Regions from separate parts of the Sus scrofa genome. Here region 1 is linked to region 2. Evidence: chromatin contacts called from public Hi-C data. All regions are on one chromosome and are shown on one strand. Each heading gives the region's core, a stretch centred on a gene start, on an enhancer-like site or on the middle of the called end of the contact. The rest is flanking DNA. Distances are from core to core; before and after follow the strand shown.

What was found. A called contact is a pair of places that touch in the nucleus more often than the background predicts.
Region 1: a contact with region 2 is called in a Hi-C map of subcutaneous adipose tissue, with 2.0 times the contacts expected there. The contact joins the enhancer-like site here to the promoter of GALNTL5 in region 2. A contact is called at or near these places in 1 of 5 promoter capture datasets (liver) and 1 of 47 Hi-C or Micro-C datasets (subcutaneous adipose tissue).

The regions. Positions count from the first base shown.
Region 1 is chr18:5,822,722-5,829,353 of Sscrofa11.1, forward strand. No RefSeq gene overlaps it. Among named protein-coding and RNA genes, the nearest start is that of CRYGN, 14 kb to the right of the region's middle. Within about 2 kb of position 4,815, at least 35 of the 83 cell types and tissues checked have an H3K27ac peak or open chromatin away from gene starts, as enhancers often do. A contact at or near this core is called in subcutaneous adipose tissue, where this site is marked.
Region 2 is chr18:5,473,122-5,480,004 of Sscrofa11.1, forward strand. GALNTL5 (inactive polypeptide N-acetylgalactosaminyltransferase-like protein 5) reads right to left here and starts at 1,843. Exons shown (of 11, transcript XM_021078626.1): 1 at 1,276-1,843. It overlaps PRKAG2 (5'-AMP-activated protein kinase subunit gamma-2), which reads left to right and starts at 1,961. Exons shown (of 16, transcript XM_021078611.1): 1 at 1,961-2,923. The coding sequence starts at 2,807.

The sequences.
Region 1 (6,632 bases), core at 3,565-6,064, 350 kb after region 2:
CGAAGTCGAGTGGCCTGGGGATGGGGGGCTATGAGGGGAGCGCCCCCCTCCACCCTCAAGGGCCCCGGCTTGGCCGGGCTCCTCGTGCCGGTAGGGCTGGGGCTTACTTGGAGCCCTCTGGTCACCCTCCTGCTTGTCTGTCAGGCTCCCTGAAGAAAGGAGGCTTGAAGAGACACTCACCGTCCTCCTTGTGCTAATGGCGTGGTGTCCGCTGCAGACGGGATCCGACCTAGAAAATAGATTGGCCTGTCATCCCCCCCACACCTCCAGGGGTTGAAAGGGTCGGGAAGGTTGCCCAGTAAGTGTTCCAGGTCTGCCTTCAGGAACCCCCTCTGACCCAGACCACGCACCTCCCGCTCTGCTGGGAGCAGCTTTGAAGGAGAAACAGGATTTAAATTGCCTGTGGGTGTCACCTCAAGGTGAGGTCAGTTCAAGTTGAGCCGTGTGTTTTGATTTGTTTTTATGACCCTGCCTGCAGCATGTGAACGTTCTCAAGCCAGGGAGCAAGCCCGTGTCACAGCGGTGACCTGAGCCAGTGCAGTGACAGCACCAGATCCTTAACCCTCTGCATCACAAGAGAACTCGGAGCAGTGTTTCTTCAATGATGCCCCATCCCAGTTAAAATTTTGCAGGGCCATTTAAGGAAATGTTATTTACTCTATTGATAAAATATAATTTTGCTTAGTAACTGATTTTTTTAATCGAAAATCCTATTTTTAGAATATGCCATTATTTGGGATCTTTAAAGTGTTTTTGTCTCATTATTCCAGAGTGAAATTTGAGCCTTAGAAAACCTCCACCCACTCTTTCCCCGCTCTTTAAATAAAAATAAATTTTAGGAGTTCCGTCATGGCTCGGTGGTTAACGAATCCAACTAGGAACCACGAGGTTGCGGGTTCGGTCCCTGGCCTTGGTCAGTGGGTTAAGAATCCAGCATTGCCATGAGCTGTGGTGTAGGTTGCAGATGCGGCTGGGATCCCGAGTTGCTGTGGCTCTGACTTAGGCCAGGGGCTACAGCTCCGATTCGACCCCTAGCCTGGGAACCTCCACATGCCTCGGGTGTGGCCCCAGAAAAAGGCAAAAAGACAAAAAAATATAAATATTAGCAATATGGTATCATTACTTTTTTTTTTTTTTTTTCTTTTTGCCTTTTCTAGGGCTGCTTCCGCGGCATATGGAGGTTCCCAGGCTAGGGGTTGGATCGGGGCTGTGGCCACTGGCCTACACCAGGGCCACAGCAATGTGGGATTCGAGCCTCATCTGCAACCTACACCACAGCTCACGGCAATGCCAGATCCTTAACCCATGGAGCAAGGTGAGGGATCGAACCCGCAACCTCATGGTTCCTAGTCGGATTCGTTAACCACTGCGCCACGACGGGAACTCTGGTATCATTATTTATTAACAGGCCTAATATATGTTAGTGTCCACTGGATGGGACCGCCTAACACCTGGATCCAGCTCACACAGGCACCCTTTGTCATCTGTAAAGTTATCTGTGTAACTGGAATCTTGGAGCAGCATTGGTACCGGCAGCTGGTGTTCAGCTCTCACGGGGTGTCCTCCAGGCCTGGCTCTCCGCTTTGGCGGTGGGCTGGAGCTCCTTGACATGGAAGAGTTCAGCCATTCACTCGGATATTTTCCCAGCACCTGCTGTGTGCTGGACCCTGTTGCCAGTGCCATGAACACAGCAGAACTCCTCTCTGCAGAGCTGCCGTCGCACCTTGACCCTTCACTGCCACACTTGGTCAGTCCTGCCTCCCAGCATGGTGACCCCATTTACAAGGCAGTCGATTTGATTATTTGACGGGTTGAGCTTAGGCTGTGTTCCGCGTGTGGCGTTGCAGCAGGGACCTGCAGTGACAGGAGCCTGTTACCTGGAGGTGGTGATGGCCGGTGAGCAGCAGTTCCTGTCCGGGTTTGCTTCACGTCTCCCCTGTGACACCTGCGCCACCCTGCTAATGATGTGTCACCTGAGCTTCTGAAGAAATTCTCGAAACCGCTGGGTTTGACCGAATGGTATTTGACACCGCATTTCATCACTCCTAAGACCTCTCCTCACACTTCGGCACCTGGTGGGACATAGGCAGCCTTAGATTCCTTCAAGTACAGTCCGTGCAGATACGAAACAAGGTGTGTATCCAGCTCCTAATCAAGACAGACTCGAAAGTTGCCTGACAAGTTAAACTGAGTGTGATGGGATTTTGCAGAAACTAAACTGCCCGTTCATTCTCGGCCTTTTCCGCTCTGCCATGTCTCGTGTCTCCCCACCGTGTCATCGCTCGTCACCTTGTCAACTAATCCCGTGGGTCTTTCCCCGTCTCTTGACCCTCCAGCAGCGTTGCCAACTGTTGGCGACTTCCCTTCGAAAGGCCTGTCTCTGCCCTCTGGGCCTCCCAGCTCCCCGCTGGCTGCCTTTGGCTCCTTGGCTCTTTCGTCCTCCCTAACCTGTCAGTGGGCCCTTCCTCCTTCTCTCCTTTCTTGACCGAAATTCATTCCTCCCACCCTGACCCCTGTGGGCTGATCTGGTCTTCGATGTCTCATAGGCATCTCAAGTGTATCATGCCCAAAATTGAATTCTTGATTTTCCCTAAAACCATGGCCTCCCTGACCCCTGTTTCAAGAAATGGCACCATTACCTGCTCGGTCCCAAAGCTAGGAGCTCTTCTCTCCCTTTGCCTTTGTGCCTCTTCCCATCCAGCCAACAAATTCTAAGGGCCTTGCCTTCAAAAATCTTATATGTTGCCCACCTTTCCCCGTCTTCACTGCATACTAGTCTCTTTTTAAAAGCCTGCCCTCCAAACCATCTACACTGCAGCCCAAGTCAGCTTGTTTAAAATAAATTATTTTATGTGACCCCCCTTGCTTTAAATCCTTTAATAGGAATTGTGCCAACTCGAATCCCCAGGCAGCTCATTTTCCAGCTCTGTTTTTGTTTTTGCTTTTTTTTAGAAAAAAGCTTTTTTGTTAGTTTGTCAAATAAATCATCACTGTTTTTTTGTTTGTTTGCTTTTTAGGGCCACACCCACAGCATATGGAGGTTCCCAGGCTAGGGGTCCAATTGGAGCCATAGCTGCCAGCCACAGCCATGCAGGATCCAAGCCATGTCTGTGACCTACACCACAGCTCACAACAACACCGGATCCTTAACCCACTGAGCGAGGCCAGGTTTTGAACTTGCAACCTCATGATTCGTAGTCAGATTCCTTTCTGCTGCGCCACAGCGGGAACTCCCAACCACTGGTTGTTTTTGACGAACGCCGCCAGGGAAAGGCAGGGCAAACAAAGATAAGCCTTGTGGGTGGGGTTTTCCAGGGAACTGCCAGGCTCTGCAGGTTATGACACTTCTGAGCCCCGGCTGGAGACAGCGGTGACCCTCCAGGGCCTGTGCAGTAGCTGTTGAATGGATGCTAATCGGAGCCCTTCCGAGGGGTGGCCTCTAGGCAGCTTCCTTGGAATCGGACCTGTGTCCGCTGCCACGGGGCTAAAACCACTCACCAGCCACACGCTGCCCTGGGATGGCCTTTGTCGAACCTTGGGTCCCCCCTCATCGGCTCATAACAAGGAAGGCGCAGTACCACCTGGTGGCCGTTAGCATCGTCAGCCTCGGCCTCCAGACTCCTGGTTAACAGGAAGTCCAAGGACCCAGAAGATGCCACTGCCTTTTAGATCTTCGTCTAAATGGAAACAAGGTTTAACAAGCCCTGGAGAAGTCTGGACTCCTGAGAAATAGCTCCGGCTCCCGGGGGAGAGGCACGCAGGCAGGAGGCCTCCGGGCGCCCTCATTACCCCAGGTCACCGAGACTGTTGTGCAGATAACAGAGGCCGCCACCACGGCTGTGCCAGCAGAAAACCAGGATGCCCTCAGGGGCAGTCTCAGAAGATGCCCCGCCGTTTGCTCCTTCGCCTCCCCAACGGGGGAAAGTTTTACCTGAAGCAAAAAAAAGCTCTTTACGTTGAGTAGAATGTCTGTGTTACCATCCTTGCCTTTCCGTACCGTTGACAGCTTCCTAGGATGGCCAGGGAAGCCTGCTCTGAAGTCAGGGCTGCGGAGATGTGGAGGGGCCAAGAGCATCCGTTTTCAGAGGAGGCACCTGTTTCCAGAGGGAGCCCCAAGCACCTAGTTCACCATTGTTTGCAGGACACCACGTGTGAACACAGCCGTGAGTCTGACCCCCAGTACCCACGGGGAAGCCCAGGTGGAACAGCAGACTAAGACTCGGAACCTAGCAGTTGTGATCCCAAGGCCGCAGCTAATGTGTGTCCTCGGGCCCCTCCCTTAGAGCCTCTGGTCTTGATTCCTTTATCTAGAAAACTCCCTTGGCCAGGGATCGTCGTAATGGCCCCTAGTGTGAAAACCCTAGCCGGTTCCAAAGCCGTGTACACATCACAGGGCAGACAGCTTGTCCCCTTGGACTGAGCAGGGACCTCGGTCCTTCCTCGGGGACACCTCACACTCGAAGTCCCCTCTAGCACCCATGTCCCATGACAGCCTAGAAAATGGCCTTGGCTTATCCCTTCTTTCTGTTTCTTATCCTCGCCCACAGCATACACAAGGTCTCAGGCTAGGGGTTGAACCCACCCAACAAACTCGCACTGCAGCAGGGATGGCACCAGATCCTTATCGCACTGAGCCACCAGGGGACTCCTGGCCTGTCCTTTTAAGGTACACATTTTCTCAAAGAGCAGAGGCTTCTGGAAGTACTATGACCTTGGCCATCAAGCCCTTTCACCCAGTTCTTGCTGCTGCTCAAGAAAGGCCCGGGCAGAGCTTTGCTTTATTACTTCCAAAAACCAAACAGCCCTGCTCCCACAGGGAGAGCCGCCTTCTGCGTGAGCTGCTGGCTCCTGGTGTTCTCTTGTAATCCCTCCCCTGCTCCCATCTTTATCAGATCAGCAAAGAATCCAAGTCCAGCCACACGGTAATCTCTGGCTTTGGTGTGTGGTATGGCCATGAGGTTGACATGTCCTGAACTTTACCCTAAAAGGCTTAAGCAGAGGGCCAGCCTGGTGTTGACAGCTGGTGCAGCTGGAAAGGTTACATTCCTCGGCTCTGACGTGTGGATTTTTATTATCCCACAGCAGACATCATTCAGAGGCACCACTTTTTCTGTGCCTGTAACTGGAGCATCGAGTGAAGTTGTAAAATGGTGGGAGCAGCTCCAAGTTGGCCACCGACTCCCCCGCGATGCCTGCAGGGGTGGCTCATCTGCCGGCCGCTGGTTCTCAAAACTCTGACAAGCTCCAGAGCCTGGGGGGCTGGGGAGAACAGCCGGGGTGGGGGTGGGGTGGGGTGCTCGCCCCCAGAGTTTCTGATTCTGCAAAGACGTCTCGATTTCTGGCAAGTTCCAGGGCGGCTGCGGCTGGTGGTAGTTCAGGAACCACATTTTCGCAACCACTGACTTAAGTGATGGTACCTGAGTATCATGAGTGGGAGCTACGTCACTACAGGACTCAGCGGGGGTAGGGTGACCAACTGCCCCGGTTTGCCTGGGACGTGGGGGCCTCTTACAGGGTGAAAGCTGTCCTCCAAAAAGTGCGTTGTCGTCCTGATCCCCAGCCCCTGCGAAGGTGGCTCTATTTGGAAATAGGGTCTTTGCAGGTGGAATTATGGAGGTCAGGCTGGAGTGACCAGTGACCTTAGAAAAAGAGGGAATTTGGACTCAGATGTGCATAAGGAAGGAGCCCTGTGAAGACAGGCAGAGACGTGTGATGCAGCTCCGTGCCATGGGACGCCAAGGATTGCCAGCCACCACCAGCAGCTGGAGAACATGGAACAGATTCCCCTCTGAGCCTCCAGGGAGGGACCAAGCCTGCCAACCCCTGGATTTGGGACTTCCGGCCTCTGCAACAATGAGATCACTTTTCTGTTGTTTTAAGCCGCCCCATTTGTGATACTTGTTAATGGCCTCCCTCAGGGGTCCTGCAAGGTCGGACTTTCCGCTCTGAAAACTAAGACGGTTCCTGGCAAAACAGAACAAGTTGGTCATCGGAAGCATACAGAACCTAAACGGAGAGTTCCCTGGTAGCTCCATGGGTTAAGGATCCAGCGGTGTCACTGCTATGGAGCAGGTTCAATCCCCGGCCTAGGAACTTCCTCATGCTTCGGGCTCAGCCAACATCAAATAAAAATGAACCTGAATGGCACGTGGCCACAACTCAAGTTTGCAGAGCAGGAAGCTGATGCCTAGAGAAGCTGTGACCTGCTGTCCTGGTCCGCTCGGGCCACGCTCACAGAACACCACAGACCAGGGGACCCTTAACAACAGAGGCTTATTTCTCACCGTTGGAGGCTGGGAAGCCCAAGACCCGGGCACCAGCAGACGGTGTCGGGCGAGGCCTGCTTCCTGGCTCTCATGGTCCTCGGGTGGCAGGAAGGACAGGGAGCTCTCTGGGTCTCTATAAGGCACTATCCCATTTGTGAGGCTTCACCCTCATGACTTTGCACCCCCAAAGACCTCACCTTTGAACACCCCCACATTAGGGGGTAGGATTTCAGCATATGAACTTGGGGGACACAGCAGCCCTTCTGTGACACCTGCAAAGGGCCACCTCGCATGTGTGTGAGAAGCAAGACTGGAACACAAGCTTTCTAAGAGTGGACCACGGTCCCCAGAGGTGTCACATCCATG
Region 2 (6,883 bases), core at 593-3,092:
AGAAGGAAAAAAAAATAGCTGCTGAGCTGCTTCTGACATCATCTATAAGAAATACCCAGATTTCAGAAAAAAAAATGGGGAGCCAAAATAAATAAATAAATAAATAAATAAAACAACCACAACCCAAACCCAAACCAAACAGAAGAGGGACTCTTAAAATGCAAGCAATATGGTCACATGTTTTAATTTAGGATTCCCAGGCAGTAAAGCCTGCACTCAAACTCAGAGAGCAAATGAATGCTATTAATGAATGATCAGGCATATTTTCTGAAATCAACAGGCAAAGGACATATTCTAAGCATCACTAGACAGGGCCCATGAACCGTGACAGGCCTCAGGAAATCCAGTATGAGAAATAACACAGTGGCTTCCTCATTTTGAATCCGTCCCAGGAGGGCCCTCCCCGTGGCTCTCCTGACTTCCCCTCCTAGTTCTCTGTCTCTCCTTCCCAAAGCAGTTGTCAGCAAATGGAGTGATTTGCATGCTTTGGCAAATTATCATTGTGACAGGATTAAAATATTAAGCGGAAAAGATGAAATGTAAATGACAGTGGAGAGTCACTTTGGGTGGGAAAGGGTGGCCTTTAAACCCCATCACATAGACTGAAGAGCCACTCTTCCCCACCTCTAACCAGTGTTTCCAGCATTTCCTGCAATAATGGGGTTGCCCTGAAGTCTGAAATGCAGGCAGCCATTCAGAAAAAGGTCAAGGCGAGAAATTCCACACCTGTGTGTGCTCCTCCAGAGCATCGCAACTTTCAGTCCAGAAAGCACTGCTCCAGGACAAGGAGGGGCTTCGGTTTGGCTCCACTGTGGACTGGGGAGCCGGGAGGAGAAGGAAGACAAACCCACCAGAACCCCCCCGCCCCCCGACTTCTGAACCACGGCACCACCCAGACTGTAGGGAACTGTACACAAGCGGATGGGACTCGGTGAGAAAGGGAAACCTGAATGATGGCTGAGCCAGGGTTCCTTCTGGCTGGGAGGGGGCACTGCCTAAGGAGCGTGCCAGAAGGGGGCTCACCCCTCCTCCCGGGAGGAGAGAACTCGAGAATCCCCGCAACTGGACCGGGGCAAAGACCAGCCTCTCACCGCCCCCATGGCGTTCCCAAAGCGACCTGTGTCCCGTTCTTTCTCGGGTGGCCACCCCGCATCACTGATTATGGGCAGCAGCAGAGCTGACATCAGCATTCAGGGCGCCCAAGTGATTTGGGGGGGTCACCCTATCCTCAGAACCTAGAGGAGGAAGGGAGGCGACTCCCGACAGAGCACTCACCTTGATTTCCAGCCGGGGGCCAGGGTTGCCCCATCCTGGGACCCGCCCAAGGAGGCCACAGCGACACCGGAGAACGCCCCACGGGCCCTGGGCTCGGGGAGGTGCCTCGCCCCGCGGGGCCCCGGCAACTCGGCGGCTAAGCGGGTGGCAGCACGTGGGGGCTCGCCCGGGGTTTCCAGCCCCTCCCCCACCACTTGGTTCTCAGTCTTAGAAACTCCGTGTTTCCCGTGGCGGCGCGGGTTGCTGACTCCGCGCCCGGCGCTTAACGCGGATCCCTTGGTGAAAAAAGCCGGCCGGGGAGGGGTACGGGGCGGTGGGGTTAAAACCCGCACTCCGCCGGCGACACGGACCGCTCCCAGCACGCATTCAAGTCCGCGCGCCGGCGGGGCGGGCCCCCGGGGGCCAAGGTTTTCCGAGAAGCACGCGCGGGTCAGCGCTCATCCCGCCGAGACCCGCGCTTCCGCCGCTGCGGGGTCTGCGGAGCACAGTGCGCGCGTGCGTGTTTCAGGGGGTGAGGCAGAAACAGACACCCGGGGACCAGATGGGGCCCAACCACCTCCGAGCCAGTCCCGCGCCGCCGCGGCCGCAAGGGAGGGGAGCCCCGGCCCGCGGGGCAGGCGACGGCGCGCAGCGGCCCGGGGGCGGCGGGGGGAGCGGGAGAGCGGCGCGGCCGGCTGTGCACTTCCTGTTCGATGCACGCCGCCGTCCACCGCCCCGCGCTCCGCCAGCCTACGTCGGTGCCAGGCCAGGCCCTTCTCTGACCGCTCAGGCCCCGGGGCCGCGGCGCGGCGGGGGGACAGAGCGGGCGCCTGTCTTCGGCTCCCCACGGGGCTCCCGCGCGCCCTCAGACCAGCTGGGCGGCCTCCAGAACTCCGGCTCGCGGCGGCGCGGGAGCCCAATTGCGAGGAGTATTGGCGTTTGCACCTCCTCTTCCCCTCCTCCCTCCCTCCCTCTCGCCCAGAAAGGAGGACGGACCTAGTTCCAGGCTGGGGCTGGTTTATTCTGCGGCCGAGGATTATATGAATATACAAACCATCTCACTCTTCGCCAGATTTTCCAGCCAGGCACAGGCAGAGGAGGGCTGCTTTCCAGATTACCGTTTTTAAATTGCACCTGCCTTTGAGAGCACCTCTGGGAATCGGTGGGAGGAGCCGAAAGGGTGGAAAATGTTGCTTCGCTTTGCAAAAGGAAGAAAACTTTGTCACCCAGCGGGAGACCTCCGCCACGCGTAACCCGGCGAGAGCCCAGAACCAGGACAGCCTTTGGCTTTGATTTTGCATCCGATGAGCTCGTAGGAGGAAGAGGACACGTGAACTCAGCGCTCCCGCCGATAGCCACCCCCGCTGCGTGGCGGCGGCCCGAGATACCTGCACCACCTTCCCTTCCCGCGGAAGTCCCCACGCGGTGTCTTCAGGGTGGAAGAGCAGTGATACAGAGCGCGTGGCTCGAGGGCGACGGCAGGAGCCAGGCTGGGAAGGAGAGGACTGAATTTCAGCAACGAGTCACCCGGAATTAACTTCTGGTTAAAGTTATGGGAAGCGCGGCCATGGACACCAAGAAGAAGAAAGATGTTTCCAGCCCCGGCGGCGGGAGCAGCAGCAAGAAAAATACCAGCCAGAAGAGGCGTTCGCTGCGAGTGCACATTCCGGTGAGTCCCAGCCCCAAAGTCCCCTGCTCCCCACCCTCGCGTCGCCGCCGACCCAGCGCGGAAGCGGTTAATGCGCCGCCCGCGCGCGCTGTGCGTGCCCCTCCTGTCACTTGGGGCGGCTAGGGGAAGGGTGGAGGCGCTGGGCCGCCGTGCCGGGGCTCCATCTCTCCCCCACCCGCGTGCCTAGAGGGCTCGGCGACTGTCTACGGCCGGAGTGGGGGCGGGGGCCGCGGGGCGCAGGGCGGGGGGCGCGGCCGGTGGCGGGCTGGGCGTTGCCCGCGGTCCCGCCGGGTACGGGTGCGGGGGGTGGGGCGGTGCAGTGTTGTTTTGTTGAAAAAGGACGGTGTGGACTGCGCTCCGGGGAGGGGAGGTGGAGTCGCGCGCTGCAGCCAGGGACAGGGGGAGGGGGGCAGTGGGTGGGGACATGGGCGGTGGGGGCGGTGGCTGTGTAGCCGCGCCCTCAAATGGAGCCCCCCCCCCAGTTTCCCTCCCGTGTCTCTCCGCCCGGAGCGGGAGGCCCCTCTGCAGCGAATCCCTTTGCTTGACCCTGGGAGTACATTTCAGGCATTTGGGGGCTCGGGGCTCCCTAAGGTGTACAGGGCCTTCACGAACTGCAGCCCTGGCCATGCGGGCAGCCCGGCCCGGACTTTGGCGACATCGATCTGTTGGTCTGCGTGCAGCTTGACTTTGTCCAGCTGGAGGGAGAGGCGGGCAGGGTCGCGTATGCCCATCCTGCGCCTTGCCAGCCGGCAGCCCCCAACCTTTCCTCGCCTTCCGGTGCTGGGGTGCTCGCTGCGCAGCCCTGGGGAAACACCTAACCAGGTCACACCCCCAGCGCGCGCGCGCGTGCACACACACACACACACACACACACGAAAGCTCCGTGGAGAACCTAATTTTGTCCTCTATTGATCACGGGTCCTGGGCACCAGGTGGAAGTGTGCCACGCGTCCCACCCTCCGACAGCAGCGGGCGGACCCAGGGTGGGGGACTGGCTCCGGAACACTTTCCCACTTTCTGCTGTGAACCCTCTTAGGCACTTCGTTCGTGTTTGTTGACCCAGCTCCTCCTTCCCAGGCCATGTGTGCATAATCCTTGCCAGGAAGGGTAGAGTTCCCAGCAGAGCCCCAGACTTCTGATGGGTACTTTGGGGAGCACCCAGAAGTTGGGAAGGTGGCCAGCCCTCCCTGGCAGGGGCAAGCTCAGGGAGCAGGTGACTGGACCCCCACCAAGGTGATGACCCAAATATGCAGAAATAAGCATTTCTCTGAATAAACATTCTTTTTGAAAATGAGTTATTCCTGTTTACGTTGCTAATCTGTGACGTTTTAAAGCTCATTCGTAAATGAACAGTTAGGCACTGGTGCCACACACCTCCCTTCTGCAGTCGCCACTTTGGCGAGCCATTTAACCGCTCAGCTTCTCTTGTTTGTCGACAAATAATAATTCGGCTTTGCCTACCTTTCTGAGATGTTGGAATAAAAGAATTCATGGGAAAGCTCTTACTAATGCAAAGTGTTGTGTGCATGTATGACTCTTATATCTACATCAGGGCACCGAAGCGAAGAGAGAAAAGAAAACAACAGTTTCTGCGGTCCTGGCCAGATTGTAATCAGGTTGATTGGTGAGGGCGGTCCCCACGGGCGCATGCGTGTGGGGCGTGTTCCACGGGGAGTGCGTGGGGCTAGAGGACTAGATCCAGAACGCGAAGAAGGACCGAGAGGCCAGGCTGTGAAACTGGAATAGCCACGATAGAGTTGAATGCTCTGACCAGCCTTCCTGCTGCGAGGGATGACCGGGGCTGCTTGAGACCGCCTGCTTGGCATGATTCAGCCCTTACAGAAAGTACTGTTCGCTCACTTATGCCAGGACCCGTGGGCAGCGCTGGTTGATGGTGAGATCCGGGGATGGGGGAAGGAGAGGGGCTCTGTCTCTACCCTGGCAGGGCTCGCCTTTGCTTGGGGACCCAGACGTTTTTCCACTAACCAGCTAGGAATTTTACCTGTTGATCCTTGTGCTGGACTAGGTGAGAGTGACACTCTAGCTGGGGACATAGGGCCTCCAGACAGCTGTTAGCAGATGGCCAGGGGCCCAGGATGACCGGTGCAGATGCACCTGCTTCCAGAGCAGAGAGAGGCCGGTGCCCTGGCGTGTTCAGAGAAACATCAGACGCAGAGGTGGCCAGCAGGACAGATGCATGTTAGGGGCATGTCGGGGGTTACCCTGCCAGGGCACCAGCTTGAGCGCTGCATGGAGTCACGGATTTGTTTGGAGGGCTGCTTCCAGGTACCATGAAAAGCCCCTCTTCGTGGAGAGAATCATTCGTGGCTTTGAGAATCAGGCTGCTCAGAAATGGATTGAGGCCAGATTAAGGAGAAGCTTGAGGTTGGAGTGCATGATTTAGCAAATCAAGAGACTAAATGTTCAGTTAAATTAGACTTTTAAAGAAACAGTGAACACCTTTTTAGTATATGAATATCCCAGGTACCATTTGGGATAAACTTATACTAAAAAAAATTATCCATCGTCATCTGAAATCCCAAGTTACCTGAGCATCCTGATCTCTGATAGCCCTCTCTGGAAGGGAGGCCCGGGGAGTGAGGACTGACCCCTGATGCCACTGAGACGCTGCCTCAGATGCCTGGTGTGACCTGAGCCCATCCAGAGTGCACCACAGCCTTGCTGGACAGCTCCGCTCCTCCCCACAGCTTCCCACTGCCTCTTTCTCTCTCCTGAAGGCAACCTCCTGAGTAGCGGCAGTTGGCTCAGCCCGAGTGCAGGCTGGGCTGGAAGAGATAAACTCCTAAACCTAAGTCATTGTTGGGGCAGGAATCTAAACTAGGGAGCAGGAATCCCTGCTGTGGCGCAGTGGGTTAAGAATCTGATTGCAGCAGCTCAGGCCACTGCAGAGGCGTGGGTTTGATCCCCGGCCCGGCGCAGTGGCTTAAAGGATCTGGCATTGCCACAGCTGTCAGTCACAGCTTCGTCTCGGATTCAGTCCCTGGCCTGGGACCTTCCCTATGTCACAGGTCCCATCATAAAAATGAATAAATAAATAAACCAAGTAGCAATTAAAGGTTACGGCAGGCAACGCTTTGGGAGAACTAGCCTGGTTGCAGCGTGCAGAGGGGGTTCCTAGAAAGAGGGGCTGGTGTCAAGGAAACCGATCAAATGCTATGATAAATACCCAGAGAGAAGGGTTTGAGGGGTTGAGCTACAGTCTTGATAAGAGAAAACAAATGAAGCAAGATGAGAGATGGGAGAGCCTTGCTGTCTGGTCAATGGCAAGGGAGACGGCAATTGCGTTGACCTTATGGTTGCAAGATGTTCGGTGTAAGGGGCCGGATCTTGGGGGAAGATGGTGCGTCAGCCGCAGCCGTGGTGGATTTGGGCAGAGAGCAGCCATTTCCCAGGACATTCTTGATTCTGAGGCAGACGTGGCGGTCTCGTGGGTGGGATCATTGGGTAGCATCCAGTGGCACTCAGGGATGAGGCTTCTTGGCACCTCTAGTGTCCAAGCAGCTTGTCTTTTTACTGAATTGGATGGTGTCCCTTTTGGGGACCCGGTTGGACTCAGTCTCCACCCCATGTCTGGTGCATAAACAGAACCAGGGCCAAGGATGTTGGGGTGCATCATGGAAGACTTTCCTCCCAGGCTCCGATTAACCAGCTTCACCTTGCCTTCCTACCCGTGGCGCCGGCTGTGCCCTGAGATTCCAGAAGAGAAGGCATCAATTTTAGGGGCTGCACTAGGGGCTTGGGTGACAGCGGGGAAGGGAGACCCAGAGTTACTCACTAAAGGCATTTATTAATTGAATTCTCTTGAAGGGAGAATGGCCCTTGGGCCTCCTGGAGGATGTGGCCTTGCTTGATGTTTGCCTCGGTTCGGATCGCCTCTGTGGGAAGCCCTCTGGGATCTCGTCCAGGGAAAGGGAAGGAGAGAGAGGAGAGGAAGAGGGA